Linked DNA regions of Mus musculus: regions 1, 2, 3, 4, 6 and 7 are each linked to region 5. A link is a contact called in public HiChIP or PLAC-seq and promoter capture Hi-C data. All regions are on one chromosome and are shown on one strand. The core of a region is the stretch at or near the end of the contact, and the rest is flanking DNA. Distances in the headings are between cores, read along the strand shown. Region 1 holds the start of Trappc2l (trafficking protein particle complex 2-like). Region 2 holds the start of Def8 (differentially expressed in FDCP 8). Region 3 has its middle 23 kb from the start of Gm10612. Region 4 overlaps Cbfa2t3 (CBFA2/RUNX1 translocation partner 3). Region 5 holds the start of Rpl13 (ribosomal protein L13). Region 6 overlaps Cbfa2t3 (CBFA2/RUNX1 translocation partner 3). Region 7 holds the start of Cbfa2t3 (CBFA2/RUNX1 translocation partner 3).

The links. Promoter capture Hi-C pulls out the DNA fragments that hold promoters and counts their contacts. HiChIP or PLAC-seq counts read pairs in DNA pulled down with a chosen protein or histone mark. Capture Hi-C pulls out chosen DNA fragments and counts their contacts.
Region 1: a promoter capture Hi-C map of liver shows a contact between it and region 5, with 7 times the contacts expected there. The contact joins the promoter of Trappc2l here to the promoter of Rpl13 in region 5. A contact is called at or near these places in 23 of 39 promoter capture datasets (the 3T3-L1 cell line, 3T3-L1-derived adipocytes, the C10 cell line and 14 more), 3 of 15 datasets of contacts at CTCF or cohesin (the NIH/3T3 cell line, large pre-B cells and pro-B cells), 22 of 484 Hi-C or Micro-C datasets (B cells, the Ba/F3 cell line, the G1E-ER4 cell line and 13 more), 32 of 115 datasets of contacts at active chromatin or transcription factors (the 230-238 cell line, the SCID.adh cell line, SST interneurons and 18 more) and 5 of 9 other capture datasets (adipose tissue, embryonic stem cells, liver and 2 more).
Region 2: an H3K27ac HiChIP or PLAC-seq map of extraembryonic endoderm stem cells shows a contact between it and region 5. The contact joins the promoter of Def8 here to the promoter of Rpl13 in region 5. A contact is called at or near these places in 1 of 484 Hi-C or Micro-C datasets (cardiomyocytes), 3 of 115 datasets of contacts at active chromatin or transcription factors (embryonic stem cells and extraembryonic endoderm stem cells) and 2 of 9 other capture datasets (liver and pancreatic islet).
Region 3: a contact with region 5 is called in an H3K4me3 HiChIP or PLAC-seq map of fetal liver, with 2.3 times the contacts expected there. The contact joins the enhancer-like site here to the promoter of Rpl13 in region 5. A contact is called at or near these places in 17 of 39 promoter capture datasets (the 3T3-L1 cell line, the C10 cell line, the HPC-7 cell line and 13 more), 2 of 484 Hi-C or Micro-C datasets (B cells and bone marrow-derived macrophages), 3 of 115 datasets of contacts at active chromatin or transcription factors (epiblast stem cells, fetal liver and large pre-B cells) and 4 of 9 other capture datasets (adipose tissue, embryonic stem cells, liver and 1 more).
Region 4: a contact with region 5 is called in an H3K4me3 HiChIP or PLAC-seq map of embryonic limb bud, with 4 times the contacts expected there. The contact joins the enhancer-like site here to the promoter of Rpl13 in region 5. A contact is called at or near these places in 2 of 39 promoter capture datasets (the 3T3-L1 cell line and liver), 2 of 15 datasets of contacts at CTCF or cohesin (the NIH/3T3 cell line and large pre-B cells), 1 of 484 Hi-C or Micro-C datasets (bone marrow-derived macrophages), 16 of 115 datasets of contacts at active chromatin or transcription factors (the NIH/3T3 cell line, bone marrow-derived macrophages, cardiomyocytes and 9 more) and 4 of 9 other capture datasets (adipose tissue, liver, macrophages and 1 more).
Region 6: a contact with region 5 is called in a FOXA1 HiChIP or PLAC-seq map of pancreatic cancer cells. The contact joins the enhancer-like site here to the promoter of Rpl13 in region 5. A contact is called at or near these places in 4 of 39 promoter capture datasets (the 3T3-L1 cell line, the HPC-7 cell line, embryonic stem cells and 1 more), 1 of 15 datasets of contacts at CTCF or cohesin (large pre-B cells), 7 of 484 Hi-C or Micro-C datasets (bone marrow-derived macrophages, cortical neurons, embryonic fibroblasts and 2 more), 16 of 115 datasets of contacts at active chromatin or transcription factors (acute myeloid leukemia, bone marrow-derived macrophages, cardiomyocytes and 8 more) and 4 of 9 other capture datasets (adipose tissue, embryonic stem cells, liver and 1 more).
Region 7: a contact with region 5 is called in a promoter capture Hi-C map of liver. The contact joins the promoter of Cbfa2t3 here to the promoter of Rpl13 in region 5. A contact is called at or near these places in 2 of 39 promoter capture datasets (embryonic stem cells and pre-B cells), 2 of 15 datasets of contacts at CTCF or cohesin (the NIH/3T3 cell line and large pre-B cells), 5 of 484 Hi-C or Micro-C datasets (B cells, bone marrow-derived macrophages, cerebral cortex and 2 more), 18 of 115 datasets of contacts at active chromatin or transcription factors (the NIH/3T3 cell line, T-cell acute lymphoblastic leukemia, bone marrow-derived macrophages and 9 more) and 3 of 9 other capture datasets (adipose tissue, liver and pancreatic islet).

The regions. Positions count from the first base shown.
Region 1 is chr8:122,610,235-122,613,212 of GRCm38.p6, forward strand. It overlaps Trappc2l (trafficking protein particle complex 2-like), which reads left to right and starts at 1,392. Exons shown (of 5, transcript NM_021502.2): 1 at 1,392-1,459; 2 at 2,832-2,978. The coding sequence starts at 1,427. It overlaps Galns (galactosamine (N-acetyl)-6-sulfate sulfatase), which reads right to left and starts at 1,253. Exons shown (of 14, transcript NM_016722.4): 1 at 994-1,253. The coding sequence starts at 1,104.
Region 2 is chr8:123,441,552-123,444,393 of GRCm38.p6, forward strand. It overlaps Def8 (differentially expressed in FDCP 8), which reads left to right and starts at 1,405. Exons shown (of 12, transcript NM_054046.5): 1 at 1,405-1,500.
Region 3 is chr8:122,719,113-122,722,189 of GRCm38.p6, forward strand. No RefSeq gene overlaps it. Among named protein-coding and RNA genes, the nearest start is that of Gm10612, 23 kb to the left of the region's middle. Within about 2 kb of position 1,444, at least 101 of the 459 cell types and tissues checked have an H3K27ac peak or open chromatin away from gene starts, as enhancers often do. A contact at or near this core is called in the HPC-7 cell line, adipose tissue, fetal liver and 3 more, where this site is marked.
Region 4 is chr8:122,657,012-122,660,194 of GRCm38.p6, forward strand. All of the region lies in intron 1 of Cbfa2t3 (CBFA2/RUNX1 translocation partner 3), which reads right to left. Among named protein-coding and RNA genes, the nearest start is that of Cbfa2t3, 20 kb to the right of the region's middle. Within about 2 kb of position 1,295, at least 19 of the 459 cell types and tissues checked have an H3K27ac peak or open chromatin away from gene starts, as enhancers often do. A contact at or near this core is called in embryonic limb bud, where this site is marked.
Region 5 is chr8:123,100,766-123,103,838 of GRCm38.p6, forward strand. Rpl13 (ribosomal protein L13) reads left to right here and starts at 1,585. Exons shown (of 6, transcript NM_016738.5): 1 at 1,585-1,680; 2 at 1,888-1,997; 3 at 2,080-2,221; 4 at 2,418-2,591. The coding sequence starts at 1,894. It overlaps Snord68 (small nucleolar RNA, C/D box 68), which reads left to right and starts at 2,293; the gene lies at 2,293-2,340.
Region 6 is chr8:122,634,610-122,637,796 of GRCm38.p6, forward strand. It overlaps Cbfa2t3 (CBFA2/RUNX1 translocation partner 3), which reads right to left. Exons shown (of 12, transcript NM_001109873.1): 8 at 1,145-1,230; 9 at 340-538. Among named protein-coding and RNA genes, the nearest start is that of Pabpn1l, 13 kb to the left of the region's middle. Within about 2 kb of position 1,377, at least 64 of the 459 cell types and tissues checked have an H3K27ac peak or open chromatin away from gene starts, as enhancers often do. A contact at or near this core is called in fetal liver and pancreatic cancer cells, where this site is marked.
Region 7 is chr8:122,676,871-122,679,816 of GRCm38.p6, forward strand. Cbfa2t3 (CBFA2/RUNX1 translocation partner 3) reads right to left here and starts at 1,305. Exons shown (of 12, transcript NM_001109873.1): 1 at 992-1,305.

The DNA of each region.
Region 1 (2,978 bases), core at 142-2,641, 490 kb before region 5:
AAAAAACTACTAAGCTAATGTTTATCAAGTGGGATGTTTACTTTCTTTTTCTCCTATTAAGTCTCTAAAATTGGAATGGCGAGATGGCTCAGAAGGTAAGAGCACTGACGAGTTCAAATCCCAACAACCACATGGTGGCTCACATCCACTCATAATGAGATCTGACACCCTCTTCTGGTGTGTCTGAAGACAGCGACAGTGTACTTATCTATAATAATAAATAAATCTTTTTTTAAAAGTCTCTAAAATTCAACTTATTTTACATATATAGCACCTCTCCATTCTGATGGGCCCACAGATCGCTAGACAGCATCCCTCTCCCCTTTTTGAGGAGGTAAGTGTGGATCAGCACAGGTCTGAAGGCCCTGCAGAGGGCTGGTTTGGCTATTAATTAGCCTCGGCCGGTATTAGCCTCTGATTTGTTTCAAATCATCCTGAACTGGATGTGACTCTGATTCTAACAATAGCCAACAGATGTCACTCCACAGTGTGTGTCTGGGGGTGGGGGGGTGGGGGTGGAGGTGGGGCTGGCAGGCTGAGACTGCGAGGAAGGCACAGTCCATCTAGTTCTGTTTGGATAGTTCCATCTGACTTAGTGTTCTACATGACTGATTTCTAAGCTTTCATGTCACTTCAGGGCGACAGATTTCTCAGACAGGGACACTGAGGGAGATATGCCCCAGGGCAGAATTCATAAATGACCACAGGCTGCACTCGCAGGTGACATTCTATGCCTGACTTTGTGGTCAGAGTTCCCCCAGAGGTCAGGCTGGAGGTGGGCACCAAGGCAGGGCCACCTGTTGAGGGGAGGAGAATGTCAGCCCGCTCTCGGGAGGGGAAGTAGGAAGAAAAGGGCCTCCCTGAACACCTACCCCCACTGCGGAAACAGTGAAAGATGTGACACCGGGCTCTGGGCCTCCCTCGGGTCACTGCTCATCCGCCGTGTGGCTGCCCTGTGTCTTCCGTGTCCCCCCGCCGCGTGGCCCCACTTACATCGTCCATGAGCAGTAGCACGATGTTGGGGGGCTGCGGAGCACCTGCGGCCAAGAGTCCTAGGGCACTCAGTACCAGCAGCAGCTGCTGGGCTGCGGTACAGGCCGCCATAGCAAACCAAGCTCCCGCTGAGGAGTCAAGACCCAGTCCCAAGCCTGCCGCGGTTCCTTTTGGACTGTAGGGCGGGCCCTGGCGGCAGAATGAGAGGAGGGGCAGGGCCACGGAGAAAAGAAGAGGGAGAGGTGGGGCCTAGGCTGTCTGAGTGACAAGGGAGTGGGCTGGGCCTTACGGGAAAGGGGCGGGACCAAGGCCGGACCTGAGAGTCTGGGCGGAGCCATGGTAGAGAGAGGCGGGCTCTGAGCCTCGGTGGGAGGAGAATGGGCGGGGCCTGCCTCCACATCGGGTCACATGATGTGGCGCACAGCCTGCCAATATGGCGGTGTGCATCGCGGTGATCGCCAAGGAGGTGCGTGAGAGGCTGCGGGCGGCGGGCGGCGGGCGGCGGGCGGCGGGCCTCCTTCCAGCCATGGTCTTGATCTTTTCAACTCTGAGCTCCAAGCCTCAGCCAAGCCCTATGATCAGGATCCTTCCGGCTCGCTTTCGCTGACAGCTGACAGCCGTCCGCCGCCAGTTTGCAGGCCTCCGCCTCCGGGTTTTGAGATCCCCCGGGAAGCTTAGCTGGTCGCTGCAGCCTGCCACCCGTCGCTCTACGCGTTCTTTTCACGGCCTCAGCTGCCTTCCGCGTCCGGTCTTTCTGCCCCGCCTTCCGGACCGTCCCCTGGCTGCCCAGCCGGCGCTATTTAAATATAAGCCTGGCGCGGCTCAAGTCAGCCTAGAATCCAAGTGCTTTTCTTTGCCTTAGGATAGTCCCCTTCATGTCTTTTGCACCCTTCTACTCCACCGTGAAGGCCTGCAAACCTCTAGACAGCATCCCTCTCCCCTTTGTACCCTCTATTCCCAACTGTCATCTTGCTGGCCAACATATATATTCATTTCTTTCCGGAAAGCTGTTTATGGATGCTAAGACAGCTCCAGAGGGCCACAATATCCTGTTGCATGAAGCCTGTATCCCTATTAGGCTTTTTCTGAGATCTGCCATTAGGGATTAGACTGCTGTGAAGCTGTCAGTATGAAAGAGGGAGTTATACCCCCAGGAGGCCACCAAAACCAAAACTCATGTCATAGGCAGCTGCTGCTTTGATAAACTCAGGAGGAGGAAGTCCAGTATCTATGCTGAAGGGTCCTGATTTGGAGACTCATTCAATGTCTCGAAGCACTGAGAACAGACCACTACCCTAGTGTGGCACGTTAAGAAATAGCTAGTGCCCCTGCTGTTAGGATGACACTACAGAGTGTGCTGGTGGTTGAGGCAGAGGTGATCCTAGGAAGAGAAGTGTCAGGGTATGTTGTTAGGCTGTGCTCAGGTTGGCATTCCGGAGTCATTTCTGCTCACTTCCTGCCCCTGTGCATTTGTCTCTACTGCTTCCACCCTCCCTTCCTCCTCCTTTCTGGTACAGGTGAGAGAACTAGGGCTTAATGCTGCGACTCAAGCACTCCACTACGGAGTTACATCTCTGGTCCCATATTGCTTTTCTTTTTGGCACTGGGAATTGGACTTAGTGCCCTGTGCATGTCAGGCAAGTGCCACACCACCCAGTTTTATCTTTATAGTCCACTCTCTGCAGACAGTCTTCCTTAGGTTCAGTTATGTCGCTGAAGGCAGCATGCCACAGTGCATTAAGCAGTAGAGAGTCATTGTCAGGCTGAGAGCACACGAGTGCTTTGACTTTGCCCTTAGAGCCCGAACTCACTGGGTGGGCTGCCATCTCTTCCTGCAGAATTACCCTCTGTACATCCGAAGCACTCCGACAGAGAGTGAGCTCAAGTTCCACTACATGGTGCACACGTCTCTGGATGTGGTAGACGAGAAGATCTCTGCCATGGGGAAAGCACTGGTGGACCAGAGGGAGCTGTACCTGGGCCTG
Region 2 (2,842 bases), core at 155-2,654, 340 kb after region 5:
ATCACAGCACTCGGGAGGCAGAGGCAGGTGGATTTCTGAGTTCGAAGCCAGCCTGGTCTACAGAGTTCCAGGACAGCCTGGGCTACACAGGGATACCCTGTCTCGAAAAACCAAAAAAAAAAAAAAAAAGAAAGAAAAGAAAAAAAAAAAGAAAAGAAAAGAAAAGAAAAAGTGCTGTTGCATCAACGGAGAAACTGTCAAGACTCATAGTAATGAAGACAGGCAGACGTGGCTCCATCCTTGACTCTCTGTGAAGGTGAGGGCCCAGTGCTAGTACAGATATTGGCTCATATCACAAGCACTGGTATAGGCCTTCTAGCACAGAAGTAATAATCCAAAACACTTGCCTTTAGCTCTTAGCCTTTGGGATGAGGAACAAAGAGTCAGTAGAAATGTCAGAGGAGAGTCATCAGACAGTAACGAGTGCCTCTCCGATATCTCTGCTCACAGATGAGGAGGAAGTATTAGGAGAGACATTTGGCTGTGGTTAGGAAAGACTGTATCCTAAAGGCTGAGCCAGAGAGGCCTAAGTGTGGACCTGGCCTGTTAGGGGTAAGGAGGGTGAAGTCTGGTGAGAGAGCTGGGAGGTGAAGTCTGAGGCAGACTTCTTCCCTGGGATCCTCCAACTGCTGGGCTTGAGGTGCAGAGGGAGTCTGAGGGTGCTGAGGCTGTCATGGCTGTGGTGTCACCGTGGGGTGGGGAAGAAGGGCTGGTCCTGAGTCCGGTGGAAGTTAGATCAGACAAAGGAATGTGATCAGGAACGCACTGAAGGTTGGCCTCAGGTGGGAATGATTTATTCACTATCAGACAGAGGTGTGTTAGGTGTGTGGTGTGTGTATGTCTCTGTGTGTGTATGTGGTTTGATGTGCGTGTGGTGTGTGTAGTGTTATGTTGTGTGATGTGTATGTGTGGTGTGTGTAGTGTGTGTGGTGTGTGTAGTGTGTATGTAGTGTGTCATGTGTGTATGAGGTGTGTGTGTATGTGTATGGTGTGTATAGTATGTGTGTAGTGTGTATAGTGAGTGTGTGGTGTGTATGTGGTATGTCGTGTGTGTGTCGTGTGTATGAGTGTGTGGTGTGTAGTGTGTGTGTATGTGGTGTGATGTGTGTGTGTGGTGTTATTGTTGTTTTCTCAGATAGGACCTTTGGAGCTTGAGACGCACCTTAAATGTCTCGATGGTGGTGTCCTGGGGACAGCTGAATGTCAGTGTTGGGGATGTGGGGACATTGAGGGGTTACCACTGTGGAACCATTCCCTTGAATGCAATTACTAAGGCGTGGGGGTGGGGGAACTCAGGAGAAAAGACTCAGGGCAAAGGTAATGGACTCTATGGACCAGAAGCAGGAGACTTGGAGGTGCTCCAGCGAGCCAGCAGGGCAATCGGTGTCATGAACCTCCTGGCCGGAGGCGGCAGCAGCGGGCGGAGGAGCCGGTACAGTGTATCAGCGGCGGCGAACTACAGTGTAGCCAGCCGGTCCGGTACAATGTAGCGGCAGCCAGGTAAGCCAGAAAGCGGTCTCTGTAGGTGTCGGGGGGGTCTGGTGGGAAAGCAGGCGAGGGTCCAGATCTCAGCATGCAATCGCCACTGGTCGGACTCCGGGATCGGGCTTCTGACCCACGCACTCATGGTGCAGAACTGGCAGAGGCCTCAAGCAAGACGTCCAGCTCCCGGCTGCCGCCTGCTGGCTCTCCGCTGTGCGCAAGGCCTTGGTGACCTCATTGGTCCCCGCAGTACGTAGGGCAGAGCTTAGCGTCCACAGATGCCGACCCCCACCCCCAATCACCGGGTGGCTTCAGAGCCTGAGTATGGGACTCCCGGCCCAAGGACCCGCAGGGACTCGCCTTCTGCTATGTTGAGCTTTTCTGAGCCTTCGGTTTCACAACTATGAAATGGGTGAGGAAGGTCGTAGAGACCTGCCCCAGTGGGGACAGTCGCATCCTCAGAATGAATTCACGTTATAGCGGGTAGAAATGTGAGGTGCGCTTTGTTGCGCCTTCTGGGGTAGTTGAGAATTATTAACACTGGTCCTGCTTGGCCTGGATTGCCTGTCCATCCTTTTTAAGGGTGTGAGCAAATAGGATGTACTTTGGACTCCTGTGGCCCTTGGACTAGCACTTTTTGGTGGCTAAAGTAACACACCGGAGGCGGGCTCTTATTCACCATAATCTGTCTTGAACTTTCACCCAGTGCCTCTGATGTACCACAGACCCTTGGTCTTACTCTGAGGGTTTCAGTTGTCAAGTTGTAATTATTATTCGATTTAGGAGAGACCTCTGCAGGGGCTGGATGGAACAGTTTTCTTTTTTTTTTTTTTTTTTTTTGTCCTTTCTTGAGTATCTTTCCTGAGGCCAACCACGGATTCTGGGTGCAGATCTCTGTAAGGCTGGTGGGGAAATAGGAGATGGGGTCCTACTCAAAGCCGGCTGTTGCTTCCTGCAGCCTGGGCTGGGCTGAGGTGCTGTCTATTCGTACTCAGCTGAAAGAGCAATATGGTTCTCCAAACTGGTTCCAGACAAACCAGGAAGATGGGTTAAATGGCTCCATTGCTTAATTCATTCCTTGCTTTTGTTCCTGGTCAGGTGGTGGCAGTGCCAGTCAGGACATACATAAGGGAGCCATTTTCCTGGGAAAGGTAGCCCAGAGGAGAGTGGAGGGCAAGCTCTGGTCAAGGTCTCCCTGTCCCTCTGACTATATTCTAAACCATCGGGAGGTTTCCAGAGAAGGCGTCTGGAAGGGGCTCCTGTGGGCTCCACCCAGTTCCTTTAGACTGGGCTGGTCACCACATGGCGTCGGTGACTGCCCAGCAGCAACTCCCAGTTTCTGTTGTTACCAAACCACACA
Region 3 (3,077 bases), core at 194-2,693, 380 kb before region 5:
GTATTTGCTGTGAAACCAAGATCTTAGTTCAAATCCCCAGCACCCATGTAAACACGGCTGTTTGGCTGTAACTGCAGTATTGGTAGGTGGAGAAACCAGGCTCAAAGTGGAGAGTTTCAGGTTCAGTCACACACACACACATACACACACACACACACACACACACACACACCTCCCATCACCAATACCTGGATGCCAGGCTGGCTCCATCCTGAAATGCCTGCCTCATGTGGCAGTGCCCATGCCCACGTGTGTCTGAATCTTTCTTTTCTAAGAACGCTGTCAGTGGATCTAGGACCGTTCCACCGCTCTTGCCACAAAGATCCTTCACTTAATGTCACCCACAAAGACCTTTGTAAAAATAAGGTCAATGTTTGCCATTGCAAGGTTTAAGACTCTGACCTGTGGTAGGGGAGTTGATGGTCTTGGACCAGGGAACCGTTGGGGGTGTGTGGGTGGGTGTGGGTGTGGGTCTGGAGTTGACCGGGATGGGGCAGCACAGACTGTCAGAAAAAAGATAAACACAGGGTGGCAGGGAGAGGTGGGGGAGGGCAGTGGGACTTCCAGGCCAGGAGACTTCTTACCCAAGAGGGGCTTCAGGGTACACTTCCCACGTGCTGCCTAAAGGAGGCAGTAAGGGCAGCGTTGCCCCTCTGCAAAGTAGGGCTTAGCAGAGCTCAGCACCAACTCCTTCCAAATTCTGGTGTGCACATGACCTGTCCCAGCCTGCCTGCTGTCCCGCCCTCTCTGTCACAAGTTTCCAGCCAGAAGCAAGTGGCCACAGCTGATAACCTCCCAGAACCTTGGTTTCCTCGTCTGTGAGAAGAAGATAACCACATCTCCTGAAATCAGGGGCTGTGTGGAGACACAGGCCAGGAGCTCTGGACCGACCACAGGCAGGCAGCACAGCCCCTCAGGGCAGCCTCTGAGCCTGCATGGTCAGCCAGCATGGGGGGTAGTCTCAGGGGCTTGTGGGTCAGTCTCCTTAACCACCAAGAGGATGCTGAGCTGACCCATGGGTCACTTGGAGGGGACAGATGGGGTGGGAACCAAAGTCCTGGGTGAGGAGAGAGAAGGGCAGGGAGAAGAAGCCACGAGCGTGGAACCAGGGAGGAAATCATAGCCCCCACTGCAGACAAACACGAACAGAGAGAGGGACCAAAGGGCTAGAGTGGGGCTCCACCTCTCCCGCTTTTCTCCAACGTGGGCAAGGAGCGGGGGAGGGGGGAGTAAGATGTAGGCGACCCACAGACTTGCCTTCTTGCAGAGAAAATATTCCCTGAAAGACATTAAATGAAGTAAATAGGAGAGATAAAAATGGAAATATCAAGGCAGCAACTTCTCTTCTGATTATAAAGCGAGCGGCGGAGGCGGGGTGGGGCGGGCCTGCGGGAGACGCAGCTGCAGCAGCCGGCCGGGCTGATAAGGGCTCTGGCAGCCTGCGCGGGCAAGATAAAGCCAGGCGCCGCTGCCCTCAATCCCGGCCATCATCAATATTCACAGGGCCTGACCAACTGGCATCGCAGATAGAATAAATATAGACTGCCAGCTATTACCGAGACCTTATTAATCCGCTTGCAGGCATTTAAAGGCCGTGGAAAATAGGGGGGGGGGTGAGCGCAACCATCAATAGCTCGACTCATCATCAAATACTTTCCTTACGGTTCCTCTCCTCCCCATTGTCTCAGGGTCTCAACGTTCTCTTAGAGATGAGGTTTTGGCACACAGATGGAGGGGCCAGGTGGGGAGGATTCAAACACCTGGTGGAGGGGATGCCAGGGGGTTACAGCTGTCCCTGGAGTCCTCCTGAGCTCTGAATGCATTCTCAGGGCAGACCTCACCCGCCTTGAGAAGTGTGTGCTGGCATCCAGCGTTCCCCTTCCCTTAAGCTGTCAGAGCCTGACTGGATGCTGGCTCACACAAGCACATTTATCACAGGAAGGGAAAACAGGGACATGCCCAGAGCAGCAGGGTTACTGCTGAAACCGGTCCAGCCAAGGCTGCTCGCCTGCCCAGACCCCACGGCTCCTGGCTGCTACAGTGTGCAATAGGCCTCCTGACTGGGTCTCCTGTGGTCCATTTGACTTCCGTGCCAGTCTCTCTTTGTAAGTGGCCTTGACAGGGGCCAGGCACCCAGGCATCTGGCTCCTTGTCGTCGTCGTCGTTGTCACATCTCAGTGGAGATACTTCCCTCTACAGAGGCCTTCTGCCTGTCACTATTCATACTGAGGCTTCCCCCCCAAACACAACAGGACGCACCATCTGACCCCAGATCTGGGGACAGAGCCCGGCTTGTGGGCACTCCTGGGCACATTGAGAGGGGAAGGAGAAAGACTCACCAGCCTTGGATGCTGGGTGGGGCTGGAGATACAGGATGTATGGGCAGGGAGCCTAAGGGCAGTCAGAAAAGATGCTTCAGGCAGAAGCAATGGATGGAGCAAAGGCTGAAAAGGACGCTCAGCTTGCCTTCTGCCTCTGGCACAGCACACATACCATCCTGGGCACAGATCACGCTTGCAGATCTTGGTTGGACTCCTTAGCTGCATACCTGAGGCAGGATCTTGTGGCAAGCGGCCTTTTGGAAGGTGACAGGGATACGAGGCCAAGGATATAGATCCAGCGGGAGCTTGAACCTGCACACATTCCAGGTGAGATGTCGGAAGTCATGAGGTGTAGAAGCCGTGCACCCCTGATCTACCTGTGGAACCAGGAGTTCCAATGTTCTTATCCCTGCACAAAAGATCCCAATCCCCATCCAAGGATTTGCTTTATTTTCGTTTTACATGTGTGGAGGAGGTCTTGCTTGCATGTATTTCTGTTTACTGTGTGTGGGCAGGGTGCTTAGAAGCCAGAAGAGGGTATAGGACTGAAGTTACAGATGGTTGTGAGCCGCCATACAAGTGCTGGGAATTGAGCCAGGGTCCTCTGGAAAACCGGAACCTACCAGAGCTCTTAACTATTGGCTGAACAGTCTCTCTACTGCCCCCACCCACCCCCGTCTCTCTGGTTTGCTGTAAACTCCTGAGAGGGCTCTGAGAGCCAAAGAGATGCCAGGATGGTCAGAGACAAGGTCCTGC
Region 4 (3,183 bases), core at 45-2,544, 440 kb before region 5:
CATCATCCATCCATCTACTTTCCATCCACCCCTCCTACACCTACCCAGCACCCATCCATTAATCCACAAATGTGTCACTCATGCACAACCCATCTACCCACCTACCTGTCATCCATCCAGTCACTCATCCATCCAGTTAGAGATCTCCATTTAAAATGGCTTTGCAGAGCTGCAAGATGGCTCAATGAATAAAGGTGCTTGCCACCAAGCCTGACAACCTGAGATAGACTGAGCCCCAGAACCCATACGGTGCAAGTTAGTGAATCAACTCCATAAGTTGTCCTCTGACCTGCATACACGTACCCTGGAGTATGTACCCACACACATACGCCACATAAACAAATGAAATAAGAGATTACATGTCTTTTAACCCTTGAAGGCCAACAGCCTCATCTCATTGCAGGTAACCGGGTACCCTCACAAGCTAAACAGCAAGCTCAAGCACTTCTCACTCTTTACACACACAAGCAAAGTAGTGAACAGTGAGCCCAGACACGTGTGAAAGTGACATGGAGTGAAGTAACCCAGCAAAGACACACTTCAGGATGTCTCAGGACCACAGGACCATGGGATGGGGGGACATGTTGGGATAGGGACACGTTGGGAGCCCCACAACCACCTCTGGACACAGGTTGGGGACAAAAGGAGGACACTAGAGAGCTGCAGCTCCATACTGACAGAGTTGCCTATCCTTGACTGCTCAGAGCCATGAGTTACGTATCTCGGACTTGTCCCAGCAATACTGGTCCTGAGGGGTTTCTAACTGCCTCACGTTCAGATGGGCCCTTTTGAAAATAAAAGGAGTTGGTTGATAGACAGTATAGCCATTGGGGTACAAGTCCTTTGAGGCTACGGATGTAACAGGCGTTGGCCTGTCCTTCCCATCCCCCATCCTTGGCCAAGGCTTGGTCTTTGTGGGGTTGGGGCAGGGGGTGGAGGCTCCTGTCCTGGACACTGAGGCCTAGCTACATCTGGAGTCATTAGAGGGCTCATGCAAGATTGTAGCTGTTTCAACCCAGGACAAACTTCGAGAGGACACAGCTAGCTCTCTTCTGGAGCCTTCCTGTGGGATACACAGAAGGAATTTGGGCCCTGGTCTCCAGCAAAGGGCTGGGTTAGACCTGGGCTCCCAGGCCCAAGGCACAGCAAAGAGCTGAGGGCTTCCCCTGGGTGACTCCACATCTAGGAGGGGAGTCTGACCTGGGGGCTGAGCTCCATCCTGTCCTGTTCAAGGCTAGGATCAGAAGCACTCAGCTTTGATCCCGTAGGCAGGGAACTTGGGAGTGGGTGGGATGCAGGCCCTAACGAGTCCCAGGTGTCTGCTTCAGTGGCTTCCCACATCTGGTCTCCATCAGCCTCCACCGCCATGAATAAGTAATAATACAAAAATACAGGGATTAGTGTTTCCTGTTCTGTGCTCCATTGGCCAGGCAGCCCTTCTGCCCCAGTGGTGACAGGACTTTGAGTCAAGCAGGGTTGGCTCTTCTTGGCCCTGCCTTGCTCTCAGAGGTCTGACTCGGTACCATTCTCTGGTTTTAACTCTGCCTGACGCTGCAGCCATTGCCGCCACTGCTCTCCCTGCAGCCCAGCACGGGGACATCTCAAGAAGAACCCAAGAACCCCACACTCCCAGTCCATGGTGACGATGAAGGTCAAAAGGTCAAAAGGTCACCAGGGTCACAGTGGAGGGCTAGAAGGCTGGAGACCTGGTTCCTACTCTAATTGTGAAAACTAAGGGGTTGCCTCGAATAACTCTGAACTTTGGTACCCACCAGCAGAATGAGCGCACATTTTGGGGTGAGGCTAGTTGAGGCAGCAAAGGCAAGAAAGAGAGAGTCACAGATGCAGAGTCCACTGCGCTCCCTGTGATAGGAGGCTGGCTCTTCCCCAACTTTAAAGCCCTGGAGGACAAGAGGCGGGCAGGAATGAGCAGCGTGGGTTCCAGTTACACCGAGCTTCAGGTTTCTTGCCTACAAAAAAACGAGGAGAACGAACCCACCTCATTCCACAAGAGTCAGCGGGACATGCGCACTAACTCACATGCTGAGTGGCGAGGCTTTGTGTGTTCATCTGTAACCTTGCTCCTTTACAGAGTCTGAAGCAGGAGGATTGCAAGCTTTAGACCAGACCCTGTATTAGAAGCAAAAAGTGCAGCAGTGACCTGGGAGGTAGCTCAGTGGAAGAGTCCTCGCCGAGCTGAGCGTGTGCAAGATCTTGGGCACAGTCACCACTGGGACTGAAGGAAGAGAGATAGAGACGCATCTGGAACCAGCTCCTACCCCATGTGGGCGGAATGCATGGTTCTACAAGTGGGTACAACAAGTGGGTGCATGGGGATAGTGTGGGGGCCACGGAGGAGGAAGGCTGTCCTCAGCATGCCTGACGTGTTGGATAGCTTCCTCTTTGCAGAGAGCAACTGTGCTATCCTGGGCTTGGAAACGACTCCCCCATTTTACATGATAAAGCTGTGGGGTGTCAGAACTCCATTTACATATGGGGAAACTGAGGCACTATTGTATTATCTGCTCTGGACACTACACGTAACACCACAGCGATCCTCTGTGGCCTTTACACCAGCTCACTAGTGGTCCTTTGAACAGGGTCAGCCCCAGACCTGCTGTGGCCAACAAGATGCAGTGGAAGAGATGTAAGATAGTGAGGCTTGGTGTCTCACACACAGGGGTCTAGCTGGACCCAGTCACCACCAGAGTGCCTAGCACTCAACAGATCTGCAGCCCCTGCCAGGCCAACCATAGAGCAGAGGCCAGCTGTTGCACTACGTTCTGAGCAAAAGACCCACCATCTTCAGATCAGCCATGCCGGCTCCCAAGAGTCCATCATGATTGAGCCTGTGGACGGCTGACATTCCCTCAGAGGATAGGGTGGGAGGGTCATGGCCCCTCATCTGATATTCCAGTCACCTCTCCTAGCCATCTGTATGCCGTTCTGCCCTAATTGCACCTCAGGAGCTAAGATGGGTGCTAGAGTATACAGGCTGGGGGAGACTAGGGAGAGAAACTTTGATCTATGTAGCTGGGGGCAGCCCTCATCCATTCTGGGTGCAGACATCCTACTGTGGCTGCTTGGATACAGCTATGCTTCTGTTTGTAACACTCATGCATACTCTGCAAGTAAGCCTGACAGATTGAGTGGCTCATTTTCCCCAGGAGAAAATTCCCACAC
Region 5 (3,073 bases), core at 335-2,834:
ATGTCACGCAGCACTGCAGCTTGAGCTGGAACTCAGGTGCCGGTGCAGCGTGTCCATCCTGAACGAAAAGCTGGTGGTGGACATGGATGTCATCTTTGAGAGTAGAAAGAGACAGATACTTGGGAATGTCAAAAGAGGTCTGAGAAAACACTGTTTCAAAGAAGTGCACCTTGAATCTGGGCATTCCTTCCACAGACATTTTCTCTGGGCTGGGAAGATGGTTCAACATCAATTTCTGGCCTTTTCACCCACACTCAAAAAAAATGGCTCCCCCCTACTGAGGATTGAATTTAGCCTCTCATCCAATAGGCAAGAATTACATCCTCAGCCTGCTTCATTATGACATTATTTTCGCGCGCGCACGCGTGTGTGGTATGTGTGTGTGTGTGTTTGTGTGTGTGTGTGTGAGAGAGAGACAGAGAAAATATATATATATCATGGATGAGCTCAGCATGTAGAGCTTGGTTCTCTTCTACCATGTGGGTCCCAGGAATAAAATGGCAGCAAGTACCTTCAACCCTCTAAGCTGTCTTGCCAGCCCTTCCTTTTTAATTTTGAAAAGAGGGTTGGGCTGGAGAGATGGTTCAGCGGTTAAGAGCACGGACTGCTCTTCCAAAGGTCCTGAGTTCAACTCCCAGCAACTACATGGTGGCTCACAACCATCGGTAATGGAGTCTGATGCCCTCTTCTGGTGTGTCTGAAGACAGCTACAGTGTACTTACATAAATAAAATAAATCTTAAAAAAAAAGGAGAAGAAAAAAAAGAAAAGAGGGTTTAAGTTGCTCAAAAAGCATTGAAATTGCTATTGTCCTGTCTCATTTTCTAGATGAATTATGATTATGGTCCTGTGATATCTGGCCCGGGTATAATGTGGATTTTTAAATTTATAGCCCTCTTAATTACTGAGCCATTTCTACAGCTTCTGTAGTGGAATTTTGATCAGGAAGAAACCTGGTAATTGGGAATGAGGAGTGAAAAAAGGTTATAGGCATACAGGTGTAGGACCAGTGTATGCCTTGGCTGTTTTGTTGTCGCTGCTACTGTGGGTAGGAATTCAGTATTGTATTTCGTCACACCTGATTTCCCCCCGAGGAGTTAAGTCAGGGCTAAAGGAGTTATCTAAGTAAATGGGGGAGTTTGGGGCTGGAGAAATGACTCAGTAGTTACGATCACTGGCTGCTTGCTGTTTCAGAAGTTCAATTCTCAGCACCCAGGAACTCCGGTAGTAGGGGATCCGACGCACAGCCATGAAACCAGGGAGACACTCATACAAATAAAGTAAAAATAAATAAAAATCTTAAAGTGGGGGGGGAAGTCTGGAATGGGGGTGCGTGCTTCAGTTCTGGGGAAACATAAATTCCAGGCAAATCTATAATAAATTTTCCTGGGTGGACGGGGAAAAAACACTGGATCTAGGAGGGAGAAAGAGTTTTAGGGGTTTAATTCATAGGTGCGCCCCTGAGCACGCCGGAGATACCCACACTGCGAAGTTAGGAACCAGCGAGAATAACCAACCCGACGGCTAGAAAGGCGATGGTCCGCCGGCGGGCGGGTTCGCGTGACGTCACTTCCCTTTCGCCTGATTTTGATTGGCGTTTGAGATTGGCCGGACTCCCTACAAGCCCAGGGTGCTTTGCGGTGCCCGGTCCTTTCCGCTCGGCCGTTCTCCTGTATAGGAGGTGAGTCTCTGCCGCCGCCGGTCCCATCGTGGTCCATCGGGCTCCATCGCCCTCCATCCGCTGTCATCGGCGAAGAGAGGCCGCACGGACAGCCATGGAGGAGCCCGGGCGCCGACAGCACGGAGCCAGGGCAGGGGCGGGAGGACCCGGGACGGGGTTGGGGACCCTGGCCTTGACTCGCCGCCCTCCTCTCCCTCGCGGCCTTAGGCAGCCATGGCGCCCAGCCGGAATGGCATGATACTGAAGCCCCACTTCCACAAGGATTGGCAGCAGCGAGTGGACACTTGGTTCAACCAGCCGGCGCGCAAGATCCGCAGGTATAGATCGCGCGTGGCTCGCGTGGGCTCCAGGGCGGGGACGCGCGTGGGGCAGGAGGTGACGGCTGTGCTTTTCCTGCAGGCGCAAGGCCCGGCAGGCGAAAGCGCGTCGCATCGCCCCTCGCCCCGCGTCCGGCCCCATCAGGCCCATCGTGAGGTGCCCTACAGTGAGATACCACACCAAGGTCCGGGCTGGCAGGGGCTTCAGCCTGGAGGAGCTCAGGGTGAGTGCGGCAGGGCGAGGTCCCTTGGCAGGTCCCTCGGGCTCGGTGGAATGATGACATTCTCCGGAATCGCTGTACTGACTTGATGAAAGTACTTTTGAACCCTTTTCCATCTGATGACACCGAGTTTTCTCGGCAGGGCCGGCTTGGGGTGGGGTGACTGCGAGGTGGGTGACCAGTTTCTGTTTCTGAACAGGTGGCTGGCATCCACAAGAAAGTGGCTCGCACCATCGGCATCTCTGTGGACCCGAGGAGGCGAAACAAGTCCACGGAGTCACTGCAGGCCAACGTGCAGCGCCTGAAGGAGTACCGCTCCAAGCTCATCCTGTTCCCCAGGAAGCCTTCTGCTCCGAAGAAGGGAGACAGTTCTGTAAGTCCTGCGGGGCGGCAGAGGTCCGGCTCAGTGTAGATAGAGTCTGTGTTCTTGGATCCAGCTCTGCAGAGTTGACATGAGTGCAGCAGTGGGAGGTTAGAGCGTACTGGGGGCGGCGGTGACGCGTGCAGATCAGTGGGAGCCACTATGGTGTCCCTGGGCTTTCCAGTGTCTGTTAGTGTTGGGAGCTATTGACTTGGAGCCTGGTATGCTGTTCTAGAGCGTTCACCCTACCAGGACGTTCAGGGGCATCTCGGTACAGAAAGTATCTCGGTATTCAGAAGTGTAAAGAGTTTTGTAACAAGGATCGGTGGGTTTCTTGTCAGTGTGGGCTTCCTGAGGGTGGGGTAAGGATGGCTTTCTTCTGTTCCTTCAGTGGAGCTGTAGTCAGCCAGCGCACCGGGACGGAAAATGCTAGGTGCTGCAGGCCCAGGCAGCCTGATCCTTGGGAACTAAAGCAGACCCCGTGATAATGGGGT
Region 6 (3,187 bases), core at 127-2,626, 470 kb before region 5:
GACAGTGAACATGGATTCACGCTGGGATCTGGGCATGTCCCGGACCACCTCACCCCCATCTCCGTAGGCACCGCTGTGGTGGATGGGTAAATAGAAGCCCTCGGGTGCCTCCTCCTAAGCCTGGCCTGTACCTACCAGAATCTGGAAGGTCCAGGCTCCCTAGCAGGCCAGGCACATCTTTATGCCATGGGAAAGGCCCCCCTTTCCAAGTGAGGCTTCCTGTTTAAGTAAGGACCGAGTGTTGGCTAGCTTTCTGGAGAATTAGTGGCATCCTACAGAGACTGTATAGGGCTAGCAACCTCTCGCTACAGGTCCTCCATGTTCTTGCTTGGTACACACCTAGCTGAGACCCCTCAGGGCCACTGCAGCTGTTGAGGGACCGGGCAGAGATGGGGGTAGGGCCCTTCTTCCCCTCCTCAGAGTCACTGTAGCACCGGATCCAGTGGTTGAGTTCCTCACGGTCGGCCTCCTGACACCGGCGCAGGACGGTGAGGGATCGCCGGGTCTTCTCCACCATGTCCATGATGCAGTTCAGAAGCTGCGGGCGGGTGGCAGGGCCTTCAGGACGTTGGAACCGGGGCTGTGGCCAGATGTGGCCATCCAATATGGAGGGGGTGGTCAGGGAGCCAGCTCAACGTCCCTGAAGGCGGGGCACAGAAATCTATACCTTGGCTCCCCACAAACAGTGAAATGACTCCCAGTGCCTGTGGGCACCCAACTTGAATGGAATCTTCTTTGGATGCATGGTAGGGGTGGAAGGGGCTTGGGCTGTTTCCTTCAAAACTCTCATTGCCAAGAAAGGTGCATGAGGGCCAGGGGAGTGGAGGTCCACCTGGCCTGACCAGGGGCTCAGGCACAAAGATGTCCTACATCACTGGGGCTTGACTCTGCAAGTGTCTGAGCAGGAGATGGTAGAGGAGGAAGAGCCAGTGTGCATGGCTCTTTGGCAGCATCCTGACAGGCCAACAGTGGATAATGACCCTCACATAAAAGGGCGGGCAGCCAGTGGGCATGCCGGTGGGTCCTACCAGGAGATGCTGAACCAACCCAGAGGAGCGCAATCTCAGCGTGGATCTCCCCACCCCAGCCTTGTGCAGATGTTCAGGGAGTCACACGGGCGTGGCAGCCCCACCTGGGCACTCACACTGTTGAGGTGCTTCCATTCTTCTGCCCACTCGCGTTCTGTGAGCCTGTGATCAATCACTTCTTCTTGTCGAGACCCAGGTATGGCTGTAGAAAAGGCCACACACAGTTAGGCCCCCATGCGGATGACTAAGCCCTGACTTGGATCTCAGGCCCTGCCCCTACTCCCAGGTGCCTCCTACTTCCTACACCAGGGGCGTCGGGAATCTAAACCAGGCCACCTCTGTTGTGCCTCATGACTCACTGCCTCCCGGTAACCTGCTAACCCAGCTCTTCTCGCTTCGCCCATTTCTGATAGGCAGCTCTAGATGAACTCACTTTAAAGGTTTCTCTTATCACGGTCCAGAAACCTCCAGGCCTCTGGGCAGCTGCTTAACTTAGGTGTGTTTATGACTTCCTTTCAGATAACTGCACTCCTATGCATTCCTCAAAGTCCAGGCCCGAGGGGCCCCTCCACAGCTGTAGTCTTTGGAATTCCTCAGGCCGTGTGTGTGTGTGTGTGTGTGTGTGTGTGTGTGTGTGTGTGTGTGTGTGTGTGTGTGTCTGGTCTCTAGGTACAAGATCTCCCTGTTTACTCTACTATCCCTGCTCCCAGACTGTCAGCTCCATGAAGAAAAATGGCGTGTTGTGTTTACCTCTGTGTCCCAGGCTGAACTCTGACCTGGGTGTTTACCCCCCCCCCCCAGTTCAATCTTGGGATCAGATCTACCTGCAGCAGGATCAAAGCAGTAATCCAGGATGGTTCATTCTCCGTGGGATCCTGGGGCCCTTATGTTGCCACTCCCTGCCTCAGTTTCCCAACCCTGCCTAGTTCTTGCATCATAAGTAGTTAGAAAGAAAAGCCCCAAGCTGACCTGATAAACTTGAGGGGTGTGCCCACAGTTACCAGGCAGAAAGTGGAGAGGCGGTGTTGGGTGTAAGGAGTCTGAATCTGGATCGGGAATGACCAAATGGGGTGTGGCGGGGTGTGGGGTGCCACTGGCTGGGGCGTGAGGAACATGATGGCCCTGTCTTGGTTTCCCTGCAATGTCAAATGCTCCCAGTGTCCTAACTGAGGCTGTGCAGGTGACCTGGCAGCAATCCAGACTTCCTGGGGGGTGGGGGGAGGCAAAACCTCTCTTTTAAGCAGCCATCAGCGCCTTAGGACCTCCTGCTACCCTAACCTGAAATGCCTCCCTGAGTTGCAGAAGGGCGGGGAGTGGCCACAGCCGTCATCCAGCACCCTCTCTGGCTGCCCACGAGGGGCCTGTGCCAACGCCCAAACTAAAATAGAGGCTGAGATCTGTGCGACAGCTGGCGTTTATTTTTGCATTAGCAGAAGCGGGTGGGAATTAGCACCTGCCTGACCCGGCTGTGGTGAGCCAGACACTGTCACCTGCTGCCTAGGACCAAGCCCTGGAAGCTTCCATGGTGTGGGGGCAGGGAAAGGCCTCTGTTGACCCTGCTCTGGGACCCTATTGGCATTCTGAGTGACCCTGGATGGTCATTTCTAACATTACGTTCCAACACACCAGGGTGTGGCAGGGACGGCCATCTCTGGGTTTCCGCAGAGTGTCGCTGTGCCCACCCATGGCTGCCCCACTCATACTCCTTGGACTTCGGTTTCCTTTGAGGTGTGGGTACAGACTGGGAAATGACAGCGTGCAAGATGAGTGGCATGTGTTCTGTGTCAGCTGCTGTCCTTGTCATCGGTGGCTGGGCCTTGGGGTAGAGTGTGTGTCAGGTGCTCTATCAATAACCTATCCTCACATAATCTCTGTTCTGACAAAGAAAGAAACTGAGGCACAGGGAGGTCACATGGCCCACTTGAGGGTCACTTCTGAATTCGAGGAAAAAAGGCAGCCCTGCTGGTAATCTTACCCTCAGCTACCGTGGCCTCATGCTGCCCAGGGCAGGAGTGTATCCCAAGGATTAGGGTCCTCTACTGTGGTGTTATTCAGTGTGTGAGGAGTGGCGACTTGTCTCTGGAGGGGCAAGTCAGGCTACATGGGCGCTGGGGTGGCTGCTGGCTCCTTATACCCATTTCCTTACTGGACAGCTGAGG
Region 7 (2,946 bases), core at 55-2,554, 420 kb before region 5:
GCCAGACATAATGAAGCCACATCCTGGCCTCAGGATAGGAGGGACGGGTGTGACAGTTACTGGGATCAACCCTACAAACAGGAGCATGAGATCGTCTGTTATTTTGAGGAATTGGGCTCTGAAAGTCAGCTTTAGCTCACATGATCAGATAGTTCTATTCATGGAGCAGGGGGGTAGGTCCAGCCAGCACTGTGGTCAAGAAGCCCAAACACACCAAGTTCAGGGCCATGAGTTGAAAGGCAGCGGCTCAAAGCCAGGAGCTGCCAGCCTGGCTGCCTTCTGCTCCACCTTAGTCAGCCCGACTCCGGCTGAATTCCCAGCCATCTGTCCCTCCGCGGTGCTCACACCTCCTCACACCTCCTCCCCGCTGTTCCCACAGCCTGGCTCTGGGCCTGCCCTACACACAGATGGACCGTTCCCAAAGCCTGTGAGAAGGATCAGAGCCGGAGGCTGTGCCTGCACCTGGCTGTCAGGACCCCAGGGAGGGCGGTCAGGATCCCCTCCCGACCATCAGGAAGGATGCTCAGCTCCATGGCCCTAATGGCTGATCCAGGGACCAAAATAAGAGGGGGAAGGGCTAGAGAAAGCAGCAGACCCTCTCCTGCCAGCACTATCTCCCAGGAAGGTTGCCCTCCCGCTACTCCAGTCAGTCCCGAGCCCTGTCATTCAGGCTACCAGTCTTTGTCAGGAGACCCGGCACCCCAGGGGGCGCTTGTGGGTGGTGGTTGGGGAGCCCATACTCCCCCACCGACTCAGCTCCTACCTAAAGATGAACCACACACACTCTGGACAGGTCAAGCTGTCTGCTCACCTAGGGTGGCTGCAACTCAGTCAAATGAGTGGGCAGAGTTGGCTCCACCCTGCCGTGGGCACGAACTTTGTAAAGTGGAGGGGCTGGAGAGGGGGTGCAAAGCGAGGACCCCCGGGACGGCAGCAACCGGCAAAGTAGGGTGACAGCGGCGGTGTTGAACAGGGCAGGGGCGGCACTTACGGTCTGGAGCTCCAGGGGACCGTAGCTCTCTCGCAACCCGGCTCCCGAAGTGGCTTTTCCTTCTCACTGGGTCGCCACCTCCATAACTTGGGGGCGATCCGTACGCTGTCTTCTCGCGCTGCGCGGGGCTCAGGCGCGCGGCGGGGTCGGGGCGCGCGGGGCGACCGCCTGGGCCATGCCGAGTGCGTTCGGCCCCCAGCGCGGGAACAAAGCCCGCACGCTGCCCGGGTGGTTTCGGCCTCGGCGGCCGCCGGGTCCAGCCGCCGTGCTTTCGGCTCTGCTGCCGCGCGCTCGCCCGCGCGTCTCACCGAGTCCCGCGGCCCCCGCCCCGCGCGCTCCGCCCCCGCCTCCCGCGCCCCGCCGCCGCTGCGCCACCTGCCTCCAGCCCGACGCCCATCGCGCTCGCTCCGCCCCGGGGCGCCGGCCGCCGGAGAGAGGCCCGGTTCCGTGCGCCCGGCGCCGCCCAATGCCCAGAGCGGCTCCCGCCTCCACCGCCCGGGTGGCCGAGGGGCCCCGGGACGCGCCCGGCGGACTTGGCTATGGGGTCCGACTCAGGACGTAGGGACCTCAGGAGCGCCAGGCCGCGCGTGGGACCCCCGTACGGATGCAGGAGAGCGGGGCCGTGGAGTGGGAACGGGCCGAGGAGTCCCAGCGCGTAGCCAGTGCGTGCGGCGCGGGGCAACCCGGTGCGGGGCGGACTCCTAGCTGTGCGCCCCCGCCCCGCGCAGGCCGCGCCCCGGGAGGGCGGGCGAGCTGAGCGCACCGCACACACCCACCTCGGAGCAGTCGCAGCCCGACGGCGTCGCTGCTCCCGGAGCCGCGGTGTCTACTCCGGGACGGGGAGGCGGGCGCCCCTCCTTCGGCCGCCGCACCCCCCCTCACCCCCTTCGCAAGCCCTTCGGGGTACCCGGGCCACCTGCGCGTTCTGCCGGCAGGGGGCGCGCTCCACCCGCCGCGCTCGGCCTTGGTCCCCAAGGCGCCAGGCGACCTGCGGCAAGTGGGCTCAGGATCCCGCTCTCCCCACTGCCATCGGGGCCGGCGTTCGCATATGCTTTGCATTCGTTTGCATATCATTCATTTTAATGTCAACCTGAGGAAAAGCCCCCAGCCGCTGCTTCTGCTTGTCCGCGTCCTACTTTCTCTGCTTCCTCTGAGCCTGCTCCCCACCCACTTTACCCACTTTTCCTCGAGGCGCCTTGCGACAAGTCCCAGGCGTTCCTCCGGTTGGTACATTTGAGCAAACTCGCTGCACTTCCTTCCTTTCCCTTCCCAGTTTTTCACTCACTCACACTTTGCTTCTTTGAGACTAAGGAGAGACCCAGGGTCACCGCCTGCAGAGACAAGGGGCCAGAACTTCAGATCAGCGGGGGGGTGGGGGTGGGGGGGGCTTGATTTTCATCTCATTAGGCATACATCTGCATGTGAAGGATAAAAATCTAGCAATGTGCCAAAATTAAATAAATAAATAAGTAAAAATACCCTCCGTTTCTTTCCAGGCTTGCTGTAGTGGCTTGGTTTTCCCCAGTTGGGGTCCCTCTCAGGGGTTCACCTCTGCCTTCTTGAAAAAGCGTTCCTGCACGGTCCTCCTGGGGTGGGATCTGGGCTCCTTGGTTTCCCGGATCTCCCTCTGTGGAGGATGCTATCTAATCCTAGTCTGACACCTATAAAACTGTCCACATTTTCAGATCTCCCTGGCCACATGTATCAATCTTATAGAGGAGTGGAGGGTCCCGAGCCCATTTCACAGAGGAATGTGGATCTAGAAGAGTTGGCTATGTGGCTTGAGACCGCAAACTTTTTATCCCAGGCATATGGACACCAGCTGTGTGGCTGCTAGTGTGCTGTGTACACCGAGAAAGCAAAGGACAGTCCTCTTCAGAGATACTGTCGTGAAGAGTGGCCCCGGCAGAGTGGCCTCTCAGCAGACCTCGTAAGCCAGTCTCTGGGAGCTCAGC